3 separate regions of the Mus musculus genome follow, and regions 2 and 3 are each linked to region 1. A link is a contact called in public Hi-C and HiChIP or PLAC-seq data. All regions are on one chromosome and are shown on one strand. Each heading gives the region's core, a stretch centred on a gene start, on an enhancer-like site or on the middle of the called end of the contact. The rest is flanking DNA. Distances are from core to core; before and after follow the strand shown.

Region 1 (4,241 bases), core at 558-3,057:
ACCCACCCCTGCTCTCCACCTTTATCACTCACAGACATGCTCCACAGTTCTTCCTTACGCTGACATCCATCTTGGTATTTGGATCTTAACCCATAAGACACACTTTGGATACAAGCTTTAACTCACTCCAGGGACTATGGTACCGGCTTTATGTGTCTTGAGTATTAAAGAGCAAGCAAGAATGAGGTCCTAATTGAAACTGGAACTGAAAGGAACTACTACATGTCAGCAATGAGGCTCCTGGCCCAGTACTCAGAGTGGGGATGGCTCCTCTAGGCAGGTTTCTGTAGAGGGGAGAATGTGTGTGTGTGTGTGTGTGTGTGTGTGTGTGTGTGTGTGTGTGTATGTATGTGTGTGTGTGTGTGTGTGTGTGTACTGTGTGTGTGTACTCTGTGTGTGTGTGTGTACTGTGTGTGTGTACTCTGTGTGTGTGTGTGTGTGTGTGTATACTGTGTGTGTGGTGTGTGGTGTGTGTACTGTATGTGTTGGGGGTGAGGGAAGCAGGTTGGGATTGTCTGAAGTTTGCCTAGTTGCTCCACAGGTTGCAGCAGATTCTAAGCATGCTAATTCTTCATCCAGAAACTTCCAACACTGCGTGGACAGGGACTGATTCCCTCAGAAAGAGCAAAACTCCTTAGCTCAGCTAAAGGGAGAAAATGGCCAATTGGACAAAATTCACTGGCTTTGATAAAGATCTCCACACAGAAGTAGAATGCTTTTATTGACCCTAGGAATGGTGCCGGTAGCCAGAAAATCTCCCTCCTTTCCCTTCCCAAGGCTTGCACAGTGATTGCTAGCCTGTAGCCGCATTATGTGTATGCCCTAACATAATGTATTTGGGTCTTCATGGTCTCTTTTATAAAGCTTAAAAGGGGGGGATATCAGTTTAGCTATTTCACATAACAGTACATAATTTCTGTGCTTGAAAAGCATTGTGAAGAGGGTGGGGATGCTGAGAGATGGCTCAGTGACGAAGCTCAGCCCCCGGATCCCATGGGGAAAAAAGTCAGGTGTATGGTGACAGGCGACCTATAATTCCAGAGCTGAGAATGTGGAGGCAGGAGGATTTCTGGGACCTACCAGCCAAGTTGAGTCTGCAAGCCCCAGAACAGCATAAGACCTTACCTCAAAAAGCAAGGTGAAGGGCTTGTGAGACACAACCAGCAAAGCTGACCTCTAACCTTGACACACATATAATATGATCTTTAGCTACACATACACATATACCTGTATGAACATGCACACACTAAAAAAAAAAAAAAAAAAAAAAAAAAAAAAAAAAAAAAAAAAAGCCTGTAACTGAGAAAGAGAGAAAGAAAGAAAGAAAGAAAGAAAGAAAGAAAGAGAGAGAGAGAGAGAAAGGGAGAGAGGGAGGGAGGGAGGGAGGGAGGGAGGGAGGGAGGGAGAGAGAGAGAGAGGGAAGGAAGGAAGGAAGGAAGGAAGGAAGGAAAAACAGCTAACAAGGCTTGTGTGGCGACTTCGTGGCAGAAGGCCCAGAATTTCCACTATCCCTTTACACCACCCCCTGCTGGCCCTGAGGTCATTTGAATTTGTGTAACCAGGCTTACACTGTCCGGAGCAGCAAATGGAGCTCATTTTGAGCATTCAGACTTAGATCATGAGGCACAGTTAGCCAGCCGCTGACTGACATTAACTGTGGGGGGGCTCTCAGAAAATTAAGTTACTAAGCAAATTAATGACATGGGTGGTAGATCAAGGAGTCCCCAAGTACCCCAGCATGGGGGACAGAATTGTCAGCACAGCTGGAAGCTGTGACAGTGACAGCTGGGAGACAGCTGGTGGCCAGAGGCAAGAACCCTCAGTTAGAAGAGGTGGGGCTTCAGCTCTGGCTTTCCCCTTACTAATGATATGGCCTGGGGCTTCGTTTTCACACTCAGCTCAGGTGCCTGGTGTAGTTGTATCTGTAATAAGCAACTGCTAATGTCTCCTGAGTGCTTGGTACATGCAGAGCCGTGTGTTATATGTGCTGTGTGTGTGTGTGTGTGTGTGTGTGTGTGTGTGTGTGTGTGAGATGTATGTACTATGTGTGTGTGTGTGTGTCTGTTGTGTGTCAGTTTCCCAAAAGCAATCTGAATCTTTTGTGTCCTGTCCAAAATCAGTGGCAGGACCAGGACTGACCCACAGACCCTCTACCTCCTGAGCACACACCAGCATCTCCTGCTGCCCAGCGACACTTACACCTGTGCAGGGGGTTGTCAGGTTTAAAAGGTGTGGGCATAAGGGCTTGTAAATTGCCAAGTGCTACAGATTTTTACTATGGTCACAAGTGCTGCAATGTTTTAAATTGATGCCTCACCTAAAAGTTACCAGTTCAGTTCGGCCTCTTTCTAATTCTTTCAAATTAGTTTTTGTTTGGTTGGCTTCCCCACCACCACCACCCCCTCCAGCACCCCCAGAGAGTGTATACAACTAGAAGCTGGAACTGACCCATCCTTGGTCCTATAGTGCCCTCTGCTGGCATCTAGGAGAATTCAGACATCCCCATACTACTGGCTCAGAGGGGTTGCTGCAGCTGCTACAGGGTACTAGGGACACCAGATGCAGGAGATTCCATCCTCATCAGCCTTGGTCTCTCTCGTTTATGTGTAAGATAAGGGAAGTGGAAAGAACCGAAGGCAAGGTGACCTAGATTTCATTTAAGATAGTGTAGACCAAAATCTCGTACTCAGCCCTTATAACATCAGAGATGAAGCTCAAAGTGGACACCGGCGTCATCCTTCTCAAAAACCATAGCGAACTCAAACCATGAGGCCAATGGTATTCTGTGTCATAGAACATTCTGGTAAATTCGAATTTACCAGGGCTCCAGCAGGGCTAGGTCCTAATTTGTTCTGTTTGCCAATGTCTGTGGTGTAAATCCTCATGGCCAATCACCAGCTACAAACATAATGACTCACAAGCCTTTGACGATTTTGCAGGTGACCTCTCGCAAGCTGCAGAAGCTAGCCCTAACATGCTCTAACTTGCCTCTTTTTTTTTTATCTGTGTATGTGTGTGGGAGGTGGGGGTGTGCATATGAGTGCAGCTGTTTCTGGGGGTTAGACGTACCAGATCTCCCTATGGCTGGAGGCACAGGCAGTTGTGAGCTATCTAGGATGCTAGGAACTGACCTCAGGTCCTCTACACGAGCAGTATGTGTCACAACCTCCGAACAACCGTTCCAGCCCCAACTATTGTTTAACTCTAGGAGAAATGAAATTTTTCACTCAACTGAATTCCGGAATGTTTACCACTGGGACACTTTCATGAGTAGACACAAGTGAGTCTCACTCCAGCAAAACTGACTCCAAATGGGAAATGAGGAATGCCAGTTGGAATATCCTCTATAGCATATAGTCTAGACCATCTCAGGAGGCTCTGTCCCACCCAAAGATCTTCTTCACTGTCCTGTCACTCCTTCTTCCCCATTGCTCCTCCTTCCTCCCTGTCACTCTTCCTTCCTCCCTGTCACTCCTCCTTCCTCCCATCACTCCTCCTTCCTTCCTGTCACTCCTTCTTCCCTGTCTTTTTCTTGTCTAACCAGCTGGACAGGAGACTTGGGGACACTGTGACATCTCGGAAAGCAAGCCTCCTTCTGCCCTCTGCCTCCTTGCCTCAGTGCCCAATTCCCTGTTCTCCTTTGGTTCACAAACCTGCCTCAGTGCAAAAGCCCCATCCCAGCAGGGGTCTCTGTAGGAACCCCAAGACTTCCTGATGTGAAAAATATGGCCGGCCTTGACCCATACCCTTCTTACTTTATCCTGCTCGGGTGGATGAGGAGCCTGCCTTTGCCCCAGAGGAAGGAGTACATGGGTCCAGTCACAGCCTCGGGGAGCAGTTTCCAACTATAGAAACAAGTCGGCTGAGAAAACCCAGCTCCCAGAAGCCCAAGAGACCAGATCTACTCACCATGTGCTGTCTATTCAGCTATCAAGGCATTCCAGGGTCAGGGGTGAGGGGTACAGAGAACCAAACCACAAAGCCAAAGGTACGATGACCCCACGATCAGCAGCCCACCCCAGGGTTGGCATCTCCTCAGATGTCCCTCTGGAGGCGCTATTCACTCACCTCAATCTTCCCCTGACTCCACCCCCGAGAAAGATGAAATCTGTGGGAGGTAAAACCGTGCCAGGAAGCTTGGTGGGTAGAGCGGGTTGAGACCTGGAGACTCGGTGGGTACACACCTGAGACTTAGGCGATTCCCCACTCCCTGTCAGATTCCGGGCCTTGAACACGTGCCA
Region 2 (4,241 bases), core at 649-3,148, 210 kb before region 1:
GGGAGCCCAAGCTTGAATAAAGAGACCCTAATAAGATTGCATTGGAATCGGCTTCATCCATAACTCCAGTTCCAAGGGATCCAAGCCTTCCTCTGATGTCAGGTGCCAGGGACACATGATACAAATCCATATACAAGCAAAACACTCATACACAGAAATAAGCAAGTCTTTACATTTAAAAAAAAATGTTAACATAAGGGGAATTGGAAATATGCTTACTGAAAATAAAATTTGTTATAATTAACAAATGAAAACAGTTGAAGAAGTTCTGGCTTGGGTATTAGCGTCTAAGGTGACTGCAGTTGTCTGGGTGGGGAAGAGCCCAGTACAAAGCATCAGCGTTCAGGTCACAGGAGAAGATCTATTCGTAGGAGGAATTGCAGGTGGAAAGAGGAATTTGAAAACATCAAAGGAAGTGGTTCTCAACCTGTAGCTCATGAACCCCTGTGGGATCGCATATCAGATTAAGATTCACAACAGTAGCAAAATTACAGTTATGAAGCAGCAACAAAATGATATTATGGCTGGGGGTCACCACAACGTGAGGAACTGTATTGAAGGGTCCCAGTGCAAGGAAGGTTGGGAAGCACTGGTCTAGAAGCTTGATCAGATACATAAAAGAATTCATAGACTAGGACTGGAGAATGAGAGGTAAACAGAGTCAATAAGATGCAGACTATCCTGTCAGGTTAGAAATGGAGGTTCCCCTGTGAGCCCACGTTTCAGGACAAGTGAGGTAAGTGGATAAATGAAGATGTTAGTATGCTGACTATAGGCACAAATTCACACTTATACGTTTAACTCTTAACTCTGACAGCTCAGAGCCCCTAGGAATAATGATGCTCCAATGTTAAAGAACACCCCTAGCAACTCGGACCTTACATCTCAGGCGTGTTTACCTTTGTGTTTGAGACAGATCTCTCTTTGGCTTCTAAAATCAGCACACACACACACACACACACACACACACACACACACACACACACGCACTTATTCCTTGAAGAAAGGGTTGAATGCGCCCAAATAATATGTCAGAGAGCAAAAATGGTACTTAAAGAATGGAGAGAGTATGTCAAAGAACATGGAAGCTTTAAGGGATTCTGACTGACTAAACTGAAGATGAAATCGTGGAAGCTTGAAGGGTGAGGCAGAGGCAATGGTTCCGTTGGTAAAGCACTTGCCTGGCTAGTCTGAGGGTGGTCCCCAGAACTCACACCAAAACCCAGGCACAATGGTACAGCTCCTGTCATCCTGGCAAAGGCTGGATGTGAAGCAAACACTGGTAAAGACTCCGAAGCTTGCTAGCTAGCTAGCCTACTTCTTAACTGTTTCAGCCAAAAGGAGACCTGCCCCAAACAAAAGGTGAAAGTGCCTGAGATATAAACCAAACTTTTACATACCCTGAAATGCCCTCTCTCATGCACACAGACACAAACATACACACACACACACACACACACACACACACACACACACACACACACCCCTGAATGCAAGTGAACCCATGAAGTGCACTATGTAAACCAGCATGGATCCGTTCTTCAGCACTACATAAACCAGGCATGAGGGCTGCTGCAAGCCTGTGGTCCCAGCACTCAGGAAGTCCAGCACTATTGTTGGACTATATAGGCAGAAACTAGCGCCTAGGATTTATAAGAGCCTGCCTCAAAAATAAAGCAAACAAAGAACAACTAAATGAGAGCTGGGACCATAAGTGTATGCCACCATACCAAATAGTACTTATGCATTATGTTATAACTTGCTATACTTTTCAAAGCATCAGAATCATGCAAATCGAAGAAACTCAGCAATTCTTCTAGGCAGACGGAGGCTAAAGAGACAATGTCACTAGATGTGATGACTCATTGCTGATTACTCATTCATTATACCTTCACTCCATAAGCTGGGGCAGGAGGATTGCCATGAATTTCAGTTCACTAGAGAGAACTGGCAAATCATGCTGAAGCTAAGTATTAGTTGAAAGTGAGTTATCAAGACTAATTTCTAAGTTTTTATGGCTGTTTGTGGTTTTATAGACTACTTCCTTCTTTGGAGTATGATAAAGCACCAGGTCAACAGTCCCCGCCCCTCCCCCACCTTACAGGTTTTTTTCTTAAAAGCAAGCAAACACCTATGGGCGTGATGATAGCACACTAATTCAGAGGGGCTGCGCTATAAGGTTAGGTTTTCCGCCGTTCAGGTTTCATGGTCCAGTGGAACTTTTTCTCCAGTGGGAAGAACACTACTGTTATTGGCATTTTATTTAACCACGTTAAAAGAATAGCATTAAGAAGAATAAGACTGCCATCAATTATTATCATTTTATAGGCATTGACTTTTTGACTTTGACTTTGGCAGACTCAAATTATAAAACTTGAATATATTCCCTTGAAGGAAAGCATGTTATTTTTCTTATTCTGCTCCTGCGCCAACTTACAAAAGCTTCATAAACTCAGTGTTATCCTCACATTTGAGATCTTGCCTGCCCTTCTCTCCTGTCCATCAGCCTACCCCATAAGCCTTCACTGTTTGATACAGAAGCTGCTAGCCATAGGCGACTAGTCGGCACTTGAAATGTGGTTAGTTTTATGTGTATAATGTATGTTGCATGTCAAAGATGCATAACCTGTATAAACTGATAGCGTGACTGCTCCATGGTATGGTTAAGGGGAAAGATTTTATTGTAAATATGAGACAGAGAACAGCCAGAGGCATCTGGAAGAGTCCAGAGCAGAGGGAGACAGTAGTAGATTGAATGTGGTCAGCAGACTGGACCGAGGCCATGAGAGAAGCAAGAGCAGGGCAGGGAGGGCGAGGAGGAGGAGAGGGCGAGGGGACATACATAGAGGGAGGAAGAGCACAGAGAAGGGGTGAAGGAGGGAGATGGAGGAGAGAGTGAGGGGAGACAGAGGGAGCAGAACTGAGGGAGCGGGGTGAGGAGGAGAATGAGTAGCTGTGGAGAGGTAAACCCAAGAGCTGGGGAAGCTGAGGGTGGAGGAGGCAGAGAGAAGAGCTAGGATGCTAGTGTGGACTCCTCGGAAACATGTAACAGGTCCTTGTGATGGTGAGGGAGCCTGGAGGCCAGACGTGCTGGGGTAGGCTAATAGGCACCACAGAGAGCCATTTGTTCCTTCTGCCTTGCAGAATTCGGGGAAATAGAGTTTCCTTAGGACCTGATGTAAACGACATAAAATATCTCAACCTTTATAATGAGTACATGTGGGTGAACTAACAGAAAAAAAAAAAATTCTGATGTCAACAACAGCAAAAAAAAAAAAAAAGCCTTTCAAGCCAGGCATGGTGGTGGTGCACATCTGCAATCCCAACACTCTGGAGACTGAGTTAGGAGGATCTCAAGTTTGAGGTCATGGGCAATAGAAATGACTCCACAGGTAAAGGTGCCTGCTACCAAGCCTGAAGGTCTAACTTCAATCTATAGGACCCACATGGTGGTAAGAGAGAACTGACTCTTACGTATCTCCTGACCTCCTCACGTGTGTGTGTGTGTGTGTGTGTGTGTGTGTGTGTGTGTGTGTGTGTGTGTGTGTGTGTATTCTCTCTCAATAAATAAATAAGCAAACAAATATTAAAAATCAAAACAAAGCTAAAGCTTGAACCCTATCCTGGTTAGTTGTTTTTGTTGTTGTTGTTTTTTGTTTGTTTGTTTGTTTGTTTTTGTCTTGATACAAGTCAGAATTATCTACCAAATAGGAACTGTATTTGAGAAAATGCCTTTATCAGATTACCTGTCGGTAACTCTGGACCTGATTGATGTAGGGAGACCCAGTTCACATGGGGACAGCGGCACCCCTAGGCAGGTAGTCTGAACTATATAAGAAAGCAGGCTGAGCAGGGGACCAAGCCAGTAAGCAGCGTTTCTCCAGGGTCTCTGTCCTACTTCCTGACTCCATGTTCCTGCTTGAGTTCTTGCCCCAGTTTCAGTCAGTGAAGGACTCTGGGCAATAGTTCAGGCTAGCCGTGAAGTCTCAGCAATCCTTCTGCCTCAGCCTTCCAAAGTGCTGGGAGTACAGGTTCATACCACAGGGCCAACTTCCCAACTCTATAATCAAAGCTTGCAAACTGATTTGGAGAAGAAATTATCCTTAGAAGAAATATTCTGTGAGTTGTATGTGTGGGTTTAAATAGTTTTGTAACCCATATTAAAAAAACATAAAAGGCGATTCATTTCAGTAATGTACTAGGCCGGATAGGCTTCAACACTGCTATTTTAACTGTTATTG
Region 3 (4,241 bases), core at 708-3,207, 140 kb before region 1:
CGTGTAAAGGAACCTTAATGAGAAAAAAGGTAGCCCTCCGAGGTGCTAAATACTTCAAAGATAGCTTCAAACCCTCAAGGAAATTTGGTGCTAGATCCACACGACAGGTTGTTAGAAGACGTGTGTCCCTGTGGATGAATCTGGCTGTAAAGCTTTACACAGCTGAGAACACTCACATCTGCTCCACAGTGACCTCAGCTGACACCCCAACATCTACCCTGTGGTTCCCCAGCAAATAACAGTGCAGAAAACCACCACTGTTTCAATCTGAATGAATTCCGTGTCTGCTCTCTCCCATCTCAGAGCCGTCTGTCCTCTTTAGCCAGGGCACTCTGAGGGGATTGACAGGTCAGGTCTGTCCACAAAAAGGTTAACCATGGGGCTGTCACCCAGGTGACTGCTTAACCGTAGCCCAGACTCCTATTTACCGGCAATGTATTTCTTTGCGTTGACAATCTTGTCCGAGTGTTTTAACGCCTGGCTGGCCCTGTTGGCGTTTATTTGACCATGTTTTGAAAAGTGTCTTCAGTGTTTGTGGTGGTAATTGGCACAGCACCACAGGCTGGTGCTACAGCGGGGTGATGGACTAAGGCAATCTGAGCTTGGCAGCACATTTATTTTGCATGGCTTTTTGCTTCTCCTCTTGCTGCAAGCCTAAGGAAGGCACAGGGCCCAAAGCCTCGTAGGCTTGTGTGTGAGACACTTGGAAGCCGAGTTTCTTGGCTGGGATTAACCCAAGGGCTCAGTGTCAGCCTGTGACATTCCTTCAGGTTCAATATCCACCTGAGGGAAGCCCTGCCAGCAGGGTGGATGTCAGCAAAACCACTCTGATGTGACCCAGAAGGAGTGAGTTCTACAAAGAGGGTGCTACCCCCGGGACTCAGCCGCCATCACTGTTTTGATGAGGAACCAAAGGATGGAGAAGTGCTTTTGAAAAGGAAATGCTTCCACTATTGTCCAGCTGGACCATGGCTACACAAGGAGGCTGGAGGCAAGCTGACCAGAAGCAGAGTACCTGGGGACAGGATTGGCATGGAGAATATATTTGGGTCTATCTGGTTGGTCCCAGGGAAGCTGGCAATTATTGACCAAATGCTAATGTTTTGGAAGCTGAGTGCTGGCCAAGGATGTGGTCACTGTTCTGTGTTCCTTACAGTCGGTCTCCTGGGAGAAACAACAATGCTAGTCTTGCTCAATCTGATGTCATCTTGAAGTGGATGACTACCAGTAAATGTGTGCATGTGCGTGTGTGTGTGTGTGTGTGTGTGTGTGTGTGAGTGTGTGTTTGTGTGTGCACAAAAGTCCATGCCTGTAATCCCAGCATGGGGGGGGGGGGGTGGAGCCACAAGGTCATCTTTGGCTACATGGTAAGGCTAGCCTGGACTATATGAGACCATGATTTTGTTTTTTAAATAGAAACCCTCCCCCTCAAAAGTTTATCATAGTGAAAATTTTTTTAAAGATTTATTTATTTATTTGTTTGTTTATTACATGTAAGTACACTGTAGCTGTCTTCAGACATTCCAGAAGAGGGAGTCAGATCTCATTACAGGTGGTTGTGAGCCACCGTGTGGTTGCTGGGATTTGAACTAAGGACCTTCGGAAAAGCAGTCGGGTGCTCTTACCCACTGAGCCATCTCACCAGCCCCATAGTGAAATTTATAATTGTACAAAACACAAACAAAATAAAGGCTGGGAATGGCCAGAATGCCCAATTTTATAAAATTGAGAAAATTTAAGTACATCCACTTTGTGAAAAAAAAAAAATTAAAAGGAAAGGGTTCTAATGACATTGAACTGAGTCGGTTTAGGAGTCACTCTACTACACTGTTGCAGGTTGAGCCAAGGCCAGTTTTTAGGTAAAATGTCCTCAGAACATTCTCTGGAGCCAAGTAAAATCAGCCTGGCTGTGAGCTTCCACAGGATTAGCCAAGCCCTGAAATATTGACTCATCAACCCCCAGGTTATCCCTGCCCTGAATCCTCTTGCAACTGTAACTGCCACTTCAATAAACATGTGTGAATCACCCCCACCCCACCGGACGCAGTCACCCACCCCAACTGCCCCAAGACAAAGGCAGGCTATCCAGACAGACCAGGAGTCAAAAATGCTGTCTGTCCCAGGAGACCATGTTTGAAAACAGAACCCGACCACATCCTCCTGCCACGTCAATCCAGTTGCAGAGTTCAGCCCTGATTTGACAAAAGCTCACTCACCGGAGTGAGTGTGCAAAGCATGAAACAAACTACGTCTAGCCAAGCAGACTTAAAAATGGATATTCGCTCTCTCCTCTCTTTGTGTCTCGCGCTTCCCCATTCTCTCATCACACACACAGATTCTGCACCTTTCTTTTATCCTCTGCCTCCACCTCTGGGGTAGGGGGATGGGGGGGGGGGTGTCGTGGTGGATATCTCATGTTACTTCAATTAGATAAGGCACCCTGTTAGCCTATAAGGTGCGACCCTCTTAAAGCATTAGGATTATGCACTACACACACTACAGGAGGAGGGCTGTGGGTCCATGTAGAGCACTTGCCTGGCATGTATAAGCCAGTAGCTCTATCCTCAGTCCTTAACAGCTAATTCCACATAGGTTTTATAATGTCCCCAAGTCTGGGGGGCGGGGTGCATGCATTTGCAGGCAGATCTCTGAGTTCAAGCCCAGCCTGGTCTACAGATTGAGTTCCAGGACACAGGCTACACAGAGAAACCCTGTTTTGAAAAAAAAAAAAAATACAACAAACAAAAAGAGTTCTAAGATATGATTGCTTTTCCTCCTTGTCCAATGGTAAGGGGAGGAAGAGGGGCAGATTGTGGTGTTTTTTCCCAGTACCACAGAATCATTAGAGGCAGACTACAAAAAGTTTATAGCATGGTCTCACCAAGAGCCTCTACCAGACTGTCTGATTTTCAAGCTTTATCAGAATTTGCATGTTAGACATAAACTCTGCAAATAGCTCCTTGCTTAATGGTTTCTGAAGAACTTTTCTCCCACCTGGTCTGTGAAGCCAGTGCTTCCCACCTTTACCTCATTCTCCGAATCAGCAATGTTTTCCTAATTTATCAGAGAAGACCTTGGTGTTGTAATCTCCATGCCTTCTGTTGATCAGGCCTGGAAAACCCAAGAATGCAAACGCCTCTCGGTTTTGCTCTCTCAAATTTTCCCTCTTAAATGTGACAAGGCTCTGGACTTGATGCAAGACATCTTTAGGTGGGGCTTAGACCTACCTGGAGTTGTATAGAGAGAGGGTCATCAGGGAGTCCTTGTTCGTAGGACAATTTGTAGGAGGGGCTACGGAGCCAAAGGAAACTGAAGGAAAGTGAAGGGAAACTGGCAGGTGCCAGCTGCTGCAGATAAGAAATGCCCTTGACTTTTGAGGGAAGGGACGGTTTTCATAAACACCTGGTATGAACCTCTCTGCTCTCCGTCTCGTCGTAACCTATGGATCCAAGTATATCCCAGTTATCTGGGGGCAGGCAGGGGCTGGAGCACCGTAGTGCAGAGGCAGTCGTAGACACTTCCAGGAGACCAGTACAAGAGACGCCCTGTGGATAGTGATGTTGCTCTGTTTGTAGAGCCATGTGGGGTATGGTGCTCTAGGGTGCTTCCTGCTTCAGCAACTGAAGTCTCTTCATAAGAAGCTCAATCAAGTGACCTAACAGAGAGACACTGGGTGACTTTAATGAGCCATAGTGGGTGCCTCTGACCAATACCTAATGTTTCCAGGCACTGGCTGCAGCAGTGGCCCAGATGCTATCGGCTCAGCATTGATATCACTGGGTTTGAATAGGAAAAAGGTGCCATATATGCCACCAATCAGCTGGAGACATTAGCACCCTACAGGGTATGTGCTGCAAAGTGATGTTTGAAACCTCAGCATCAGACAAGGGGCTAGGGAAGGAGGGAGGGGAAGAAGGAGGGGGAGAGTGGGGGGAAAGAGAGAGAGAAGGGGAGGTTGATGGGGAGTCCAAGAGAAGTCTTATAGCCAAGAAGCCTTTGGTGACTTGCAAAGGTGTCTAAGGGGAACTTGGAAAGGACTGTTTGCAGGCAGGCTAACGCCATCGATAGCTCCCTTGTACTGGGTGGTTCTTACGGTTTGAATATAAAATGTCCCCACAAATTAAGGTCCTCAGGTAGCAGTGGTGCTATTTGGGAAGAGGCTGGAAATTTTAGGGGGAGTGACTTATTCGGAGGCAGGAAGTGGATCACTGGAGGCCTGCCCTTGGGGATAGACCCTACTA

Evidence for each region. A called contact is a pair of places that touch in the nucleus more often than the background predicts. HiChIP or PLAC-seq counts read pairs in DNA pulled down with a chosen protein or histone mark.
Region 2: a Hi-C map of the HPC-7 cell line shows a contact between it and region 1, with 3 times the contacts expected there. The contact joins two enhancer-like sites. A contact is called at or near these places in 11 of 484 Hi-C or Micro-C datasets (3T3-L1-derived adipocytes, the HPC-7 cell line, the MC3T3-E1 cell line and 8 more) and 3 of 115 datasets of contacts at active chromatin or transcription factors (acute myeloid leukemia, bone marrow-derived dendritic cells and bone marrow-derived macrophages).
Region 3: a contact with region 1 is called in an H3K27ac HiChIP or PLAC-seq map of trophoblast stem cells, with 5 times the contacts expected there. The contact joins two enhancer-like sites. A contact is called at or near these places in 18 of 484 Hi-C or Micro-C datasets (3T3-L1-derived adipocytes, the Ba/F3 cell line, the C10 cell line and 8 more) and 6 of 115 datasets of contacts at active chromatin or transcription factors (CD8 T cells, the HPC-7 cell line, acute myeloid leukemia and 3 more).

What each region holds. Positions count from the first base shown.
Region 1 is chr12:76,998,492-77,002,732 of GRCm38.p6, reverse strand. The region is part of intron 1 of Gm35041 (a long non-coding RNA gene); the gene reads right to left. Among named protein-coding and RNA genes, the nearest start is that of Gm35041, 28 kb to the right of the region's middle. Within about 2 kb of position 1,807, at least 33 of the 459 cell types and tissues checked have an H3K27ac peak or open chromatin away from gene starts, as enhancers often do. A contact at or near this core is called in the CH12 cell line, the HPC-7 cell line, muscle stem cells and 1 more, where this site is marked.
Region 2 is chr12:77,209,713-77,213,953 of GRCm38.p6, reverse strand. No RefSeq gene overlaps it. Among named protein-coding and RNA genes, the nearest start is that of Gm40446, 20 kb to the right of the region's middle. Within about 2 kb of position 1,898, at least 15 of the 459 cell types and tissues checked have an H3K27ac peak or open chromatin away from gene starts, as enhancers often do. A contact at or near this core is called in the HPC-7 cell line, where this site is marked.
Region 3 is chr12:77,136,832-77,141,072 of GRCm38.p6, reverse strand. All of the region lies in intron 1 of Gm40446 (a long non-coding RNA gene), which reads left to right. Among named protein-coding and RNA genes, the nearest start is that of Gm40446, 53 kb to the left of the region's middle. Within about 2 kb of position 1,957, at least 94 of the 459 cell types and tissues checked have an H3K27ac peak or open chromatin away from gene starts, as enhancers often do. A contact at or near this core is called in the CH12 cell line, the HPC-7 cell line, muscle stem cells and 1 more, where this site is marked.